4 separate regions of the Mus musculus genome follow, and regions 2, 3 and 4 are each linked to region 1. The links are chromatin contacts, called in public HiCAR-type, HiChIP or PLAC-seq and promoter capture Hi-C maps. All regions are on one chromosome and are shown on one strand. The core of a region is the stretch at or near the end of the contact, and the rest is flanking DNA. Distances in the headings are between cores, read along the strand shown.

The links. Promoter capture Hi-C pulls out the DNA fragments that hold promoters and counts their contacts. HiCAR-type assays count read pairs that join an accessible place to other places. HiChIP or PLAC-seq counts read pairs in DNA pulled down with a chosen protein or histone mark.
Region 2: a contact with region 1 is called in an H3K27ac HiChIP or PLAC-seq map of embryonic stem cells, with 2.4 times the contacts expected there. The contact joins the enhancer-like site here to the promoter of Irf9 in region 1. A contact is called at or near these places in 6 of 39 promoter capture datasets (the 3T3-L1 cell line, cranial neural crest, embryonic stem cells and 2 more), 8 of 115 datasets of contacts at active chromatin or transcription factors (embryonic forebrain, embryonic hindbrain, embryonic midbrain and 2 more) and 4 of 9 other capture datasets (adipose tissue, embryonic stem cells, liver and 1 more).
Region 3: a promoter capture Hi-C map of liver shows a contact between it and region 1, with 4 times the contacts expected there. The contact joins the promoter of 4931414P19Rik here to the promoter of Irf9 in region 1. A contact is called at or near these places in 2 of 39 promoter capture datasets (liver and pre-B cells).
Region 4: a contact with region 1 is called in a HiCAR-type map of astrocytes, with 4 times the contacts expected there. The contact joins the promoter of Cdh24 here to the promoter of Irf9 in region 1. A contact is called at or near these places in 5 of 39 promoter capture datasets (cranial neural crest, hippocampal neurons, liver and 2 more) and 3 of 115 datasets of contacts at active chromatin or transcription factors (astrocytes, memory CD8 T cells and microglia).

What each region holds. Positions count from the first base shown.
Region 1 is chr14:55,602,170-55,605,305 of GRCm38.p6, reverse strand. Irf9 (interferon regulatory factor 9) reads right to left here and starts at 1,321. Exons shown (of 9, transcript NM_008394.3): 1 at 1,063-1,321; 2 at 74-254. The coding sequence starts at 253. It overlaps Rnf31 (ring finger protein 31), which reads right to left. Exons shown (of 21, transcript NM_194346.3): 19 at 2,607-2,703; 20 at 1,882-2,050; 21 at 1,632-1,774. The coding sequence ends at 1,721.
Region 2 is chr14:55,077,849-55,081,122 of GRCm38.p6, reverse strand. All of the region lies in intron 1 of Zfhx2 (zinc finger homeobox 2), which reads left to right. Among named protein-coding and RNA genes, the nearest start is that of Zfhx2, 13 kb to the left of the region's middle. Within about 2 kb of position 1,337, at least 98 of the 459 cell types and tissues checked have an H3K27ac peak or open chromatin away from gene starts, as enhancers often do. A contact at or near this core is called in adipose tissue, embryonic forebrain, embryonic stem cells and 3 more, where this site is marked.
Region 3 is chr14:54,604,465-54,607,798 of GRCm38.p6, reverse strand. It overlaps 4931414P19Rik (RIKEN cDNA 4931414P19 gene), which reads left to right and starts at 1,891. Exons shown (of 7, transcript NM_028890.2): 1 at 1,891-1,996.
Region 4 is chr14:54,639,461-54,642,712 of GRCm38.p6, reverse strand. Cdh24 (cadherin-like 24) reads left to right here and starts at 1,349. Exons shown (of 12, transcript NM_199470.2): 1 at 1,349-1,492; 2 at 3,052-3,252. The coding sequence starts at 3,169. Acin1 (apoptotic chromatin condensation inducer 1) reads left to right here. Exons shown (of 19, transcript NM_023190.3): 19 at 1-552.

The DNA.
Region 1 (3,136 bases), core at 72-2,571:
TACTTTCTAGTATTTCCTTTATCCAAACCCCAAACAGACAAAAGTGCTTTGGGGTGCCTTCAGGAACTCTCACCTTGAATATGGCAGCATCCTGGTCCTCTCGGAAGTCTTGCTTGCCTGCATGCTTCCAGGGAATCCGGAACATGGTCTTGGCTGCATCGTCCCAGCACACCCCTGGGAAATGGCCACTCTCCACCTGCTCCACGATCCAGCTCCGCAGCTTTCGGGTGCAGCGTACTTTGCCTGAGGCCATCCTAGGAAGAGGAAGCAAGATATATGAGAACTCTTTTCATTTCGAGACCAGACTTCACTATGTTATCCTGATTGGCCTGGGACTCACTGTATACACCAAACTGGACTTAAACTCAAGAGATCCACCTGCCTCTGAAGTGCTGGGATCAAAGATATGTGCCGCCATCATGCCCAGGGAGAACCAACAACTTGCAAACCCCTGGCCACCGGGGCCAGCTTCACGCAGAAGCCCTTCCCTGAAGACCCTTCCATGTTCTTTTCTCTCTAGAAACATCCCCAGAGGTTAAAAACTATTTCTTAAAACTTCTTTTGAATATTCCTCGTTATTACACCTGAAAGGAAACCTCAGACATTTGGTCTTGATAAGTTGAAGTGTTTCAGACATGTATTATTTAGGAGAATTCCCTTAATGACTTGTTCCTTGTGGCAGAGTTTTAGCTCCCAAGCATCTACAGAGGCAACATTTGCTCCTAAGGCATCTATCTCCCCAGCCTACTGACCTTCTCCTTACCATACCCCTCTTTGCTAGAGGGGTAGGTGGGGCAGCAGCTGGGGGCAAGGGCGGAGCTGAAGAAATGGGCAGGGCCTGAGGCAAGAAAAACAAAGGTCAACTAAGGCCTTTGTAGACCTTCCTCAACAGTTAAGTTGGCAGCCAGTCTGGCCCTGTGATATCAGTCTCTCAGGCCACATCTACTTTCAGATTCACAAGCCACTCTGACTCTCCCTGCAGCTCAGGGCTCTGGAAGCCCTCACCAGCCCCCTCTCATCGCTCCCAGTTGGTCCCCGCCGCAGACGCAGAGTTGCTCTTACCTGAGCCGCTGAAAAGGTCCCAGGCTTAGCAGGTTCTAGGCTTTTTCTGATCTCTCCTCCCCTTTCTACAGTCCCCACCCTAAGTTTCAATTCTCCTCCGGGGAGGTGCATTTCCTAGAAACCACGTGGTCTGAGTTGCAGGGCAAGCGGTTACCACCAGAGGGAAGCAGCCTCAGTCAGCAGTAGCACCTTGGGCCTGTGGCTCTGTGAGACTCCTCCTTCCTCCCAGAACTACGCCCCGTGTCTGGTTCCCAGGAAGGTTATCTCCAGATCAGACCCGGAGGCTGATGTGTGCTCCCCAACCGTGTCTGCTTGGTAAATGTTAGGTTATTCTCACAGAGCAGCCGAAGTCAATGATGGGAAAAGAGGACGCTGAGCCCAAGCCAGGTGGCTAGATGTGGAGGGTCTCTGTTGTTCCTCCGCGGTGTTTCACATCTTCCCAGCCAGGAAGGAGTCCAGGGGTGGTTGGATTACGGTAGGCTGCCCTTCCAACAGGATTCTGTCCCTCTCCCCCCTCCCTTTCCCTAATGCCCCGGGATGCTGAGGCCAGGAAGAAGGACCACCAAGAAGCCTAGGCCATAAGATGCCTCTTTATTGGTGCTGGAACTGCTGCTGAGGCCTGGGTCAGGAAGTCCCATCAGGACCCGGCTCTCTGCTACTACTTTCTTCTGCGGGCAATACTCTGTCCCAAGGGTACCTCTTCTCTCAGCTTCTGCAAAGGACAGAGGATAATGATATTGGAAACCTGCAGTGGAGAAAATAGGCTGTCACAGGTGACTTTTGGAAGGGCAGGGAAAAAGCTGGATGTGACAGCTTTACCTGTAATAGCCGGGCCTGGTAAGCAGGCAGATCCTCTCCATCCGCGGGCTGAGGAGCTAAATGTAGGTAGCGAATAGTGGCTGTCTCCAGCTCCTCCACTTCATACAAGGTAGCTGGGTCCAGTGAATGGGCATTGATGAGGCTCACGAGATACTCTTTGTAGTGTGCCCTGGGGAGATGAGAGAGCAGAGTATTTATTCTTCCGTTTGATATTAACCACATGCGCCCAACACCTTGTTTTTATTGTGTTATGTTGTACGCACTCACTGGCACTCCCTGTCTCGGTGAACATATGCAAGATGGAGGGCAACGTGTGAGTTGGTCTTCTCCTTTCACCGTGTGGATTTGGGGGACAGAACTCTGGTCCCCCTACTCGGCACTAAGTACCTTTTCCAACACACACAGTTGTCTCACTGGACCACACTGGGATTTTGTTGTTGTTTTGAGACAGTGTTGCTCTATGCAAATGGCCCTGGCCGTCCTGGACACATTGGGATTCTTATTGAGCAAAACCATTAGCCCCTCTGCCTGCTAAACTTGCAGGCAGTGTCAGTCAGTCTCTTATGCTGCCTGCCACTACCCATCTGCACACTTGGCCAGGGGGCCCCCTCTCTTGCTCCCTCCTACTGTGTGAAGGACCAAATGGCCCCAGAGACCTCAGCTTACTGCCTGGGCAGCCTAGCCCTGCTCCCAATGCCACGCTCCATGCGCTGGCAGGCACTCACTGACATAGGCCGGCATAGCCAGGTGGAGTTTCCTTGCCGCAAGCTTCATCCCTGAACCCACTATGGACCTCCTTCTGCTCCATCACTCTGCAGCCCCCTAAGAGGAAGGAAGGAATACGTGTTGGAAGGGGGCTCTGAGCCCAGGGCATCCTGCTTGAGCAGGAGCAGCTGGAGATGGTTTCAGAGGCACAATGACTGATGAAGGCACAATGAAGATCTTGCTGCCCTGCTTTTTACAAAAGTGGAATATGGTCCATAATCACATACTGTTTGTGTGTGTGTGTATATTTATGTAGCTATGACTGGCCCGTCACATGCTTTTAAAACTGCACTCCTGGCTGTTATTTAGCTCCTGCATAGCCAACCACCTTTCTACCTAGAAGGCAAGCAGGGTAGGTTAGAGCCGTACTCAACATCTTTTGTGACCGGCACAGAACCTAAAACTGTAGCCTAAAAACCCAAAACAACCGGCAGGTATCATTAACTACTCAGAGTTAATTAACTAATTAATAGTAGCTCACTATTAGAGC
Region 2 (3,274 bases), core at 88-2,587, 520 kb after region 1:
AGGAGAGGTAGAATCAAAATGGACTCTGGGATAGTGCATTGCAATTTTCCTTTTAAACTCAAGGTAAGATTGTGTGTGTGTGTGTGTGTGTGTGAGAGAGAGAGAGAGAGAGAGAGAATTATTATTATTACTATTATTATTATTTTAAATGTAAGGGAATCTGGGCCTAATGGCACCGGCCTGTCATCTTCGACACTTGGAAGGCTAAAGTGGGTGTAGCACAGGTGTTTTGGTTTGCTTGGGCTCCAGAGTTCAAGGCCATCCTAAGCAGCTTCGTCAGATCCCATCTCAAAGCACTAGAGGGACCAGAAAGTAGTATGGTTCGGTCCATAAAGGCACAGGACCTGTGCCCAAGCCTGTTGACCCACAATGAGTGCCTGTGTGCTGCATACACACACAGAGTAAATAAAAATTATTTTTAGAAGATCGATATTTTCTTAAAAAAAAAAATAAGATCAAAGGACTGTTTGGATATGGTAGCACACACCTTTAATTCCAGTACTAGGGCTGCAGAGGCAGGAGGATCACTTTGAGTTCAAAGACAAACCTGGTCTTCAGAGAGAGTTCTAGACTTACCAGGGCTACATTATGAGACCGAGTCTCAAAGGGGAAAAGGGGGGCGGGGGAAATGGCTCAGCCATTGAGATCACTTTTTTTTTTTTTTTTTTTTGGTTTTTCGAGACAGGGTTTCTCTGTGTAGCCTTGGCTGTCCTGGAACTCACTTTGTAGACCAGGTTGGCCTCGAACTCAGACATCCACCTGCCTCTGCCTCCCAAGTGCTGGGATTGCCCGGCCCGTTGAGATCACTTACTGCTCTTGTGAGGTCCCAGTTCCCAGCACCCATGTCTAGTGATTCACAACTGCCTGTGACTCCAGATCCAAAGGGAATGTAAATGCTGCAGGGGGAGGCCATACCAGTTTGGGCTCAGTATTAGCTGCTTCCCTAGCCTGCGTGTGAGCCGGGGAAACATCCTCCTTTTGCTCTGAGGTGATGAGTGTCTCCAGACCCAGCAGCCAAGAGCTGAGTGAGGAGCTCAGAGGTAAAGCCTCGTCCAGCATATGCAAGACCCCCGGTTCAATCGCCAGCAGCAGAACAATAAACCAAGGCCAAGTAAGTAAGGCTTGAGTTCTGCCAACCTCCTAGGGAATCTCGACCTATCAGCTGAGGCAGGAGGATCATGGGTAATCTACTGCCAGCCTGGGCTTTAGAGGAGGGGCAAAGAGGGATAATCGCCAAGCAAAGCAGTAAATGGTGGGAGGACTAGGTGTGAACCTGGCCCCATTGAGAGGCGGAGCAGGAGGAATGCCAGCCTCCTTCCAAACACTGTGCTCTGCCCCGAGGGAGGGGATGGCCAAGCAGGGGGTAGAGCATGGCCCTCACTGACACCCAGGCCATGCACTCTGTATATTGATTGCCCTTATGGCCCTCACCCCATTACTCCCAGGTTTCCACGTGAGGAAGTAGTCTGGATAAGCAAGGTTGAGTGCTGGTGAGGGCCCGGGCCAGCATGACTTTGGTCTCTTACACTTGAAGATGTAAAGCTCAGGGCTGGTAGAGTCTTGGTGCCCAAGCTGTTGCCACAAAATCTTTTGCCCTTCACTGGGCCTGAGGAAATGGAGGGGGGCAGGTTTTGTTTATTCGGTTTGCAGAGCTGGGGCTTGGTGGTGTTCCCTCTGTGACCAGCAGGGGGCAGTGGTGCTTCTCCTAATCTGATCCAGGTGGGGCTTGGAGGGAAACACCCTGGGCCACCGTGGCTTCAAATTCTGTGGCGCCTCTAACTCCATTTCCATGCTCTGCCCTTGCCCCCTGGCTCCAGGACTTCTCTAGTTGTCTGTCAGTTTCCCATCCTACAGGGTCTCAAAGACTACCTTAAAGATCTTCCACTTGTATGCTGAACCTCAAATTCAAGCCTTTCAGTTTCTGCCTCCTGATATATGTGTGTGTGTGTGTGTGTGTGTACATATATGCCTTACTCTTCAGGTCAGTAATTATGACTGCCTTCTGTTTGCGGGACAGCAGTTCCTGTCGAGCCTTGAAAGCACTCCCAGGCTTCCCTCTCTTGAGTAACAGGCAGACAGGAAAACCTGGCGGAAGGGGGAAGGAGACAGTTCCCAGAACGAAAAGCCTGTTTCTCCACAGCCTTGCCTTATCCCTTCCTCTCCACCTCACCCTAGTGAGGAGCTGGGACGGGAGGGAAGAATGGAAGGCCACGAGGGAGCTCCCAGGACTGAGGGCCGCTTTAGAGCTGTCGATCCATCCATCTTTCGGGGCGACTGCACCCTCAGAACTCTCCGCCCTCCCTAGGCTCCAGGGCTCCCTCCTTCCATTCCCCGTGGTGGCAGCAGCCTTGTAATTTAAAGCTCTCCCTGTCGCCTCTAATGCGATCCTCCGGTTTTATTGACTCGCTCTGCGGTCTGTGGCGCCCCTTCACATCAATCTCCGCTCTAATCACACGGCTGCCACTGCCTGCTCTGCGGAGGCCCAGCCCTTTCCTCTACTGTCCCCCACCTCCAGAACACCAGCCGCCTTCGCTCCAATTCCTTCTGAGCTGTAATGTCATGGTCTGTGGCGGCTGCCTTCTGCCTCTACCCTCCTGTGAGACCAGGCCCACGGGAGAGCTGCTCTTAAGAAATGCTGGGAACCACAGGAAGAAATGGCTGTGGGACAGGGGTGACTGAGAATCTTGGCTAGGGATAGCAGGTAGATGAGCCCCGATTTTTTAGAGGCTTTCGTGCCATCAACAGTTCAAGGCAAGAAGGGCAAAACAAAAAGGGGGCTTAGAGCTTCAGAGGGGGAAGTCAGAAGCGGGAGGCAGAAGGATTAAAAGTGGGGAACACCCTGGCCACAAAAGTCTAATCGCTAGTGCGCGGTGGGAGAAACTTCGGAGAAAGGGACGAGGGAAATAGGTAGGGGAGAGATAAATTTGCAATGGAAATTCTCTCCTGAAGAGGAGGGATAGGCTGGGAGGTAGGGAAGAGATTTGCAATTTTAAATAAGCCACCAGCTGACCTACCCGGCTGTGTTACGGGTCTCACCCACAAGCTGGCCAAAAGCTGAGCCCCTTTGGTTTCTACTTAGCAACCCAGCAGTCCTTTTCTAGTAGGAGAATTAAGCTTTAGAGAGAGCGGGAATCTGGGAGTTACTCCAGGGTCGGGTCCTATTCAGGCTGCCTCTGAGCTGTGATGTAGCACTGTGAGTGGAGAGCCAAGAGGGAGCTGAATGCTTGTAAGCGGGGCTCGTCTGCTGCCCCGGCAGGTGAGTTAAAGGGCCCAC
Region 3 (3,334 bases), core at 642-3,141, 1.0 Mb after region 1:
AATAATAATAATAATAATAATAATAATAATAATAATAATAAAAGCAATCAATAAACCAGGCACTGCTTACGGATTTTCATGTAACAAGGAGAAGTTATCACTCCCTCTGAGGTACCCAGAAAGCTGGAATCACAGAGGCAATAAGTGTGAGAAAGGAAGCTACAAGGACTGAGACCAGAGAGAGGAACAGGAAAGTAATGGAGGGAAACCGGGAGACTGTTACTGGATGCAGCAGGGAAAGATGGATAGAGACACTGACAGGCAGAGCTGGACCAGGAGGCTTTGGCGAGGAGGCATACGGAGACTGAGGACGGTGACTGGGAGTAGAAGCTAATGCCCAGTGAAGCCTGTTCCCCTGGAGACAGAGCCATCCTCCGGCCACACATAATGACACATGCCTCTGTGTGTTGTGCCCCTGTACTGTCACAGTCGCTTACCCTCTGTAAGAAGCCATGTCAACATTGCTGTGCAAAGCTGGAGACGTCTGCAGTCTCCTCTTCAACACAGCCAGGCCACAGCCAGAAGCATAGAAACTGCTTCCAGAACAAGAGGGAAAAAGAAACGGGAACACATCTTTTTCTTTTAATGTGGTTAAAGCATGCATCACCATTTTTAGAGTTCTTTTCATTTTCTTTTATAAACTCATAGGTCAGGGGTTCGAGTGAGGAGGAAAAGGCAGGAAGTCCTAGAAAGAAGACTTGAGAAGGGTCATGGGTTTCAGATATTAAAACATAAATAAATAGGTGAGAGAGAGAGAGACGGAGAGGGAGAGGGAGAGGGGGGGGGGAGAAAGAGAACTTAGTGTCCAGCAGAGACACTGGTGAAGGCTGCCAAACCCCTGTGGACTTGAGTTTGATCCTTCAGACCCTCTAGGTGGAGAGAATTCCTGCAAGTTGTCCCCTATTCTTTTTTTTTTTTTTTTTTTTTTTTTTCTTTTTTCTGAGACAGGGTTTCTCTGTATAGCCCTGGCTGTCCTGGAACTCACTTTATAGACCAGGCTGGCCTCGAACTCAGAAATCCGCCTGTCTCTGCCTCCCGAGTGCTGGGATTAAAGGCATGCGCCACCACACCTGGCACAAGTTGTCCCCTAATTGCCACACTTTGCATTGCGGCACGCGAGTGCCCCCACCAAAAGAAAAAATACACACACACACACACACACACACACACACACACACACACACGTATGTATGTATGTATGTTAGTGTGTGTGTGTGTGTGTGTTCGCGCAAACGTTTTATAATAAAAAGGTGCAGTGAGACCGGTTTATGGACTGCTTAAAATCGAGGTTTAAGCAATGGTCTACATGCAGGGTGTGTGAGGGAGACATTTTGGTTTCTTCAGAATGTGGTTTTAGCCTAGTAGGGGAGCCTGGCTCAGGCTGTGCAAAAACAAGCCCCAAGTGTAAGGCTACTTAGCCTCTCACTTGAACAACGTTACACTCATAGATGTTCATGTAAAGGTGGGCTGCTAGACAACTTGTGTGACCCAGAGACACTGGCCTGGGAAACCAAGGGTTGGAGGGCCTCGCCCCCCAAACCTGACGCTCAATCAGCCTAAGAGGTCCCAAGTTCGCTAGTTCTCCCAGCTTAGCAATGTCAGAGGGCGCTCACTCACAGGGTGGTTCTTCTGAGCCTGGCTTGGGGGGCGGGGAGGGAGAACGAGACGGGAAAGATGAGCGGACAGCGAGGAGAAAGGGAAGGGCAGTGGGCGCATCGGCCAGGTCCGGGAGCTCGCGGCCCTCGGGGGCCCCCCGGACGGGCGCCTCGGGTGCGGCGCGTGTGCTTGCGGGCGGGGCGGGCGGCGGCCAATCCGGGCGGGCGGCCGGGAAGGGGCGGGGCTTGTGAGCTCCGGCTCCGCGAGTCCTCCTTTTTTGCACACACACGAATACAAAGAGCCATACGACCTTCGAGTATCCTTTTTCCATTTTTTTTCCTCCTTCATCTTGTGTGCGTTTTCCAAATTTTTAAAAATAGAGATCTGTGGCAGTGCTGGGGTGAGGAAACTGTTGCTAAGGGGAATTTGCTCTTTTCCCCATTTCTTTTCCTGTCTCTCTTTCTCTTTCTTTTTCCTGGTCGAGGTTTAAAAATATACCAAGTTGAGAAGCCGTGTGCAACTGTTCCCAGACCAATTTACAGATTTTTTTTTTCTTTTTGGATCACATTTTAAGAATTGGTAAATTTTGTGGTTGAAGGATTTAAATTTTAGTCGCTTGGGGAAGTATAGATTTGTTTTTAATCGGGTTAAAGCGATAATGTGAATTTCTACCACAGGCAACAGAGAGATTTGAGGTGCCCTCACAAAGCCTTTGGCATGTATTTTAGACACACTCACTCAGAACCAAAACCAAGTGCTGTAGCAGCAATGTAGCAGCGAGTGTGACAGGCCAATAGATTAAATATACTGGGTTATTTTAATTGGGACACTCATTTCCCAGGAGAGAAGGGAAAGCTCTCTCACAGTGTTTTGCACACACAATTTCATGAGGACATTTGTGTGTATGTACACTTAAAACATACCATTTCGTATGGATTCATCTTGTGGTTTATTCTTTGTATTTATGTAAAGTATGTGTATATGTGCTGTTATCGGATTTTATTTTTAAAGTGTTTTCATTTGATTTTATGTGTGTAAAATAGACCTTAGGATGTTTTTTCCCCTCTGTGTTCCCAAATGTGATCAAAACAGGATTTCAAATGCAAAGTAAAGCGTAGAGGAAATCCTGCACTTAGCATACTTAAGAACTTTCATCCTATTGGAATTTACCTTCTTTTCTGCTTCTTTTTATATCAGATTAGTGAATAATTAAATAATTGCCCCAAAGCCTGCAGTCAGTGTGTTTGGCAAACGAAGTGGGGGGGACGGGGACTGAGTGTGTAGTCCAGAGCCTTTTAGTGACTTTTTAAATGCTTTTGGTTTTTTATTGGTTTTCCTTCCTAAACATGCAACTGTGTATATTTTAGCCTTTATGAGTAGTTTTGGGGGGAGGTACCAGAAGGGAATCTCCTGGCATTTTGACAAAGTGACCTTTTATTGGTTGGGATTTGTTTGGAAAACTCCACATCTGGGAAAGTGTGTGAGACAATATTCTAGTCCAGTTACTGAACGGGGGTGGGGGTGGGGTCCTGGGAGGGGTACTTGGGGTAGGGGCAAGAGGAGGCAAACGCAAAACCCAGGAGGGATAAGAAATACAATGTGATTGTTATTTTGCTTTCTGTGAATGCAAAGCTTCCCCCATATCGTCACATTTTTGGAAAAGTGTGTGTGCATTGAAGGACTGTTGCCTGGGGCAGAGGCCCCCCTTCCCTTGGGAGTTCTATGCTGAGACAGGCTT
Region 4 (3,252 bases), core at 100-2,599, 960 kb after region 1:
AGAGCTGCAGGTACCTGCCACTTGGTCCTGGGAGGTCAAAGGCCACAGAGGGATAGGTACAGTCACCACCACCCTGGAACCAAGGGTCTCACACCATTGCTCAGTGCTGAACTATAACTGCCACACGTCCCCTCATATCAAATGGAGCAGTGGCAATCTCCCTGTTCCCCAACCTAACTCTTGGAACTTGGCCCTCTCCTTTCTTCCTGTTAAGTCTGAGAGGGAAGAGCTAGGCTATGAAGGGAAGATGTGGCCGTACGTGGGAATAACCAGTGTCCCACGCTCATTTTCCCTCCATCCTGCGTTCCGCCTCCCTTGGTACTCAGCCTTTTGGGGACAGCTGGGGCCAGGACTGGGTCACCTATGAGCTGAATCAGCCTCTCCTGAGTCCCAGGCCCCTGCAGTCCCCTGTTCTCTGGCCTGCAGTCTCTTGCCCGCTGGTTCCACTTTATAGCCACCTTTTCCTTTTGTTCAATTTTTATTTTTATTTTTTTTATTATTAAATGATGTGGTCTATGGAAAAATAAAAATCTGACTTAGTTTTGACTAGCATTTGAGTGCCTTTCCTTGGGAAGAGTTTGGGTGAAAGGGGAAGGTGAATGGCTGTGACGGTGGGCATCTGCGTTCTTCTGGGGCAGCGGCCTTCCTCGGGAACCTTCATCCCCACTTTGTCTCTAATCAGTCCAAAGCTGTATGTCTTTTTACTCTGGGAAATAGGGTGGCCTGTTTCTTTTGCAGTACCCCAACAGCCGGCAGGGTCGGCCTCCCGGTCCCCCTGCACAATTAGGCATTTGGTCGCCCTTCAAGGTGCTTCCCACAACTGCCACCAGGGGGTGCACACACTCTTTAGATCTTGCAAAGAGCTTCCCCAAAAAAGGTTCTCACTGCCCACCGTTATCTTTCCCCTGTCCCTGGCGAGCTCCCTAGACTCCTGCTTCCCCTGCCATCCTGAAGTTCACCCTAGCTGACTGAACTCGCCGTCGTGACCCGCACAAGGTCCTGAGTCGGTAGCCTCGCAGCCGCACCCGAATCCAGAACGTGAAGCCGGGTCTCCCGCAGTGCTCTCCCAGCGCCCCGCCTCACGGTGTGCCTCCGCAGGTGCTGTGCTGGCCGATCGTGTTGAGTCTCCTCCGCCAGGCCCTGGGAATAATAGCCTAGCCGTGCTACCCCTGTACCTTGCCGTGCTGCGGGCTGGCCCGGGAGGGGCCCCGCATCTGTATGCGCCCAGCAGCCCGGGAGCCGCGGGGGCGGGGACTGGCTGGGGAGGGTCGGAGGCAGGGCTCTCCTCTCCCGCGCGAGCCGCCTCTCCTCGGCAGGCGGAGCCTCCTTCCCCCGCCCCCTCCGTCTCGCTCCCTTGTTCTCGCCGGGGCCGCTCAGACCTGCAGCGGAGCCGCGGCGCCGGCTTGGATCGGCTTGGGGCTGTGCCCCCGGGAGCCAGCGACGGAGGCGGGCGGGGCGCTGTTCGCGGTCCCGGGCCCCTCGGTAGTGCCAGGTAAGGGCGCCTGCCCGGGTCGGGAATCCTCGCGGGGGCAGCGGGGGGTCCGCAGCTTGCGGTGCGCTCTGGCTGAGAGCCGTGCCGGCTCGGTTCTCCCGCGCTCTGCTCTCTCCCATCTCACACACCTCTCTCCCTTTGCCTCCCGATTTTTCTTCACCCTTCCGCCTCTCTGCCCCTTCTCTCTCCCTCTTGCCCTGTCTCTTCCCACCTCTTCTGCCTTTTTCTTCCTTTACCTTTCTCCTCTTTTCCCGCTCTCCTTTCCTCTCTCTCATTACCTCCCTCTCCTTTCCTCTCCTCTCCTCGTTCCCTCCTGCTATCCTGTTTCCCCACTCCTCCGTTTCCTTCCTTCTCTCCTCTTCGTCCCGCCTACCTCTCTGGTCCCCTGCTGCCCTCTGGCTTCTTTTCTCTGGGGAGCAAACGGCCTGTCAGGTGTGTGTCTGCTCTGGGGAAGGAGGAGGGGCACAGCTACCTGACCATGGGCCCCTTCAGGAGGAGGGAGAGAAATGGGAAGGGTCCTCTCTCTCCACCTCCTTTCCCGCAGCCCCTCCCTACCTCTACTGCTCCTAGTAGCTTACTCTACCAGAATGAAGTTCCGAGGCCTGATCTCACACACACACACACATACACACACACACAGAGAGAGAGAGAGAGAGAGAGAGAGAGAGAGAGAGAGAGAGAGAGAGAGAGAGAGAGAGAGAGAGAGAGAGAGAGAGAGAGAGAGAGAGAAAGGTTCACCTGCCCCTACCAGTTCCCAAGCCTGGTACCCAGGACTCCTCTCTGCCTTTCAGACACTCAGGCTGCTTCCCTGATGTCTTTGCTTTTCTCTCTTGCTGCCCTTCTCTCTCCGTGGTCTGTCTGTTTCTCATCTGGTCTTCCCCATCTGCCAGACCCTCCCAGATTCTTGGCCCCAAGCCTTCAATCACGCTGTCTCTGGCCCCTGGGTCAGCCTCCACTTCACCTCTCTTGGTCCCCCTGCACTGCCTGCAGCCCTGTTCCCAATTCTTCCAGATGTAGCCCCACTCTGTTCCCTTAGACCAATTCCCCTTAAAGACCGAGACTGGCAGAATGGGCTGGAGACAGTCTGGAGACGTGGGGTTCCTCAGGGGCAGGGGAGGCTTTCCTGAGTCCAGCCCGACTCAAGCTGCACTCACTCCTTGTCTTTGAGCCTGACCCTCTGGATAAGGAAGGCTGTGTGTTGATGAATACCAACCTCTCAGTTTTAAGCCCTTTCTGTCGGTCCATCTACCTTTTCTAGTCCCCTAGCTGTGTGCCCAGGCTAGAAAAGGAACAAGATTTGAAATTCCAAGTCCCTTCAGCATTCTCCTCTCCTTTTCCCTGACAGCTTTCCAGAGTTGGCCGACCTGAGATTTATGGGCTTGGAGGGGCTGGAGGTGGATCCAGGCAGAGCCTGGGAGGAAGGCTCAGGCTGTCTGTCTTGGACTGGGTTCTGGGCAGTGGGGTGTCTGGTTTCTTAGAGAGCTGGGCTTCGGTATCTAATTCGGGAGAAGAGTACGATTCAGGCTTTCCTTGATCCTGAGCAGCTACCTGTCCTACAGGTGTGGATCCATGGGGTAGCCTCAACGCGTCTTCCCCAGCCAGCTCATGGGCCACCTGGCCCTGCCCAGCCTCGGCACCTGGGGCCAGTGAACAAGAGCCCTGGCTGGATTACAAACATGTGGGGCCTTGTGAGGCTCCTGCTGGCCTGGCTGGGTGGCTGGGGCTGCATGGGGCGCCTGGCAGCTCCAGTCCCAGCCTGG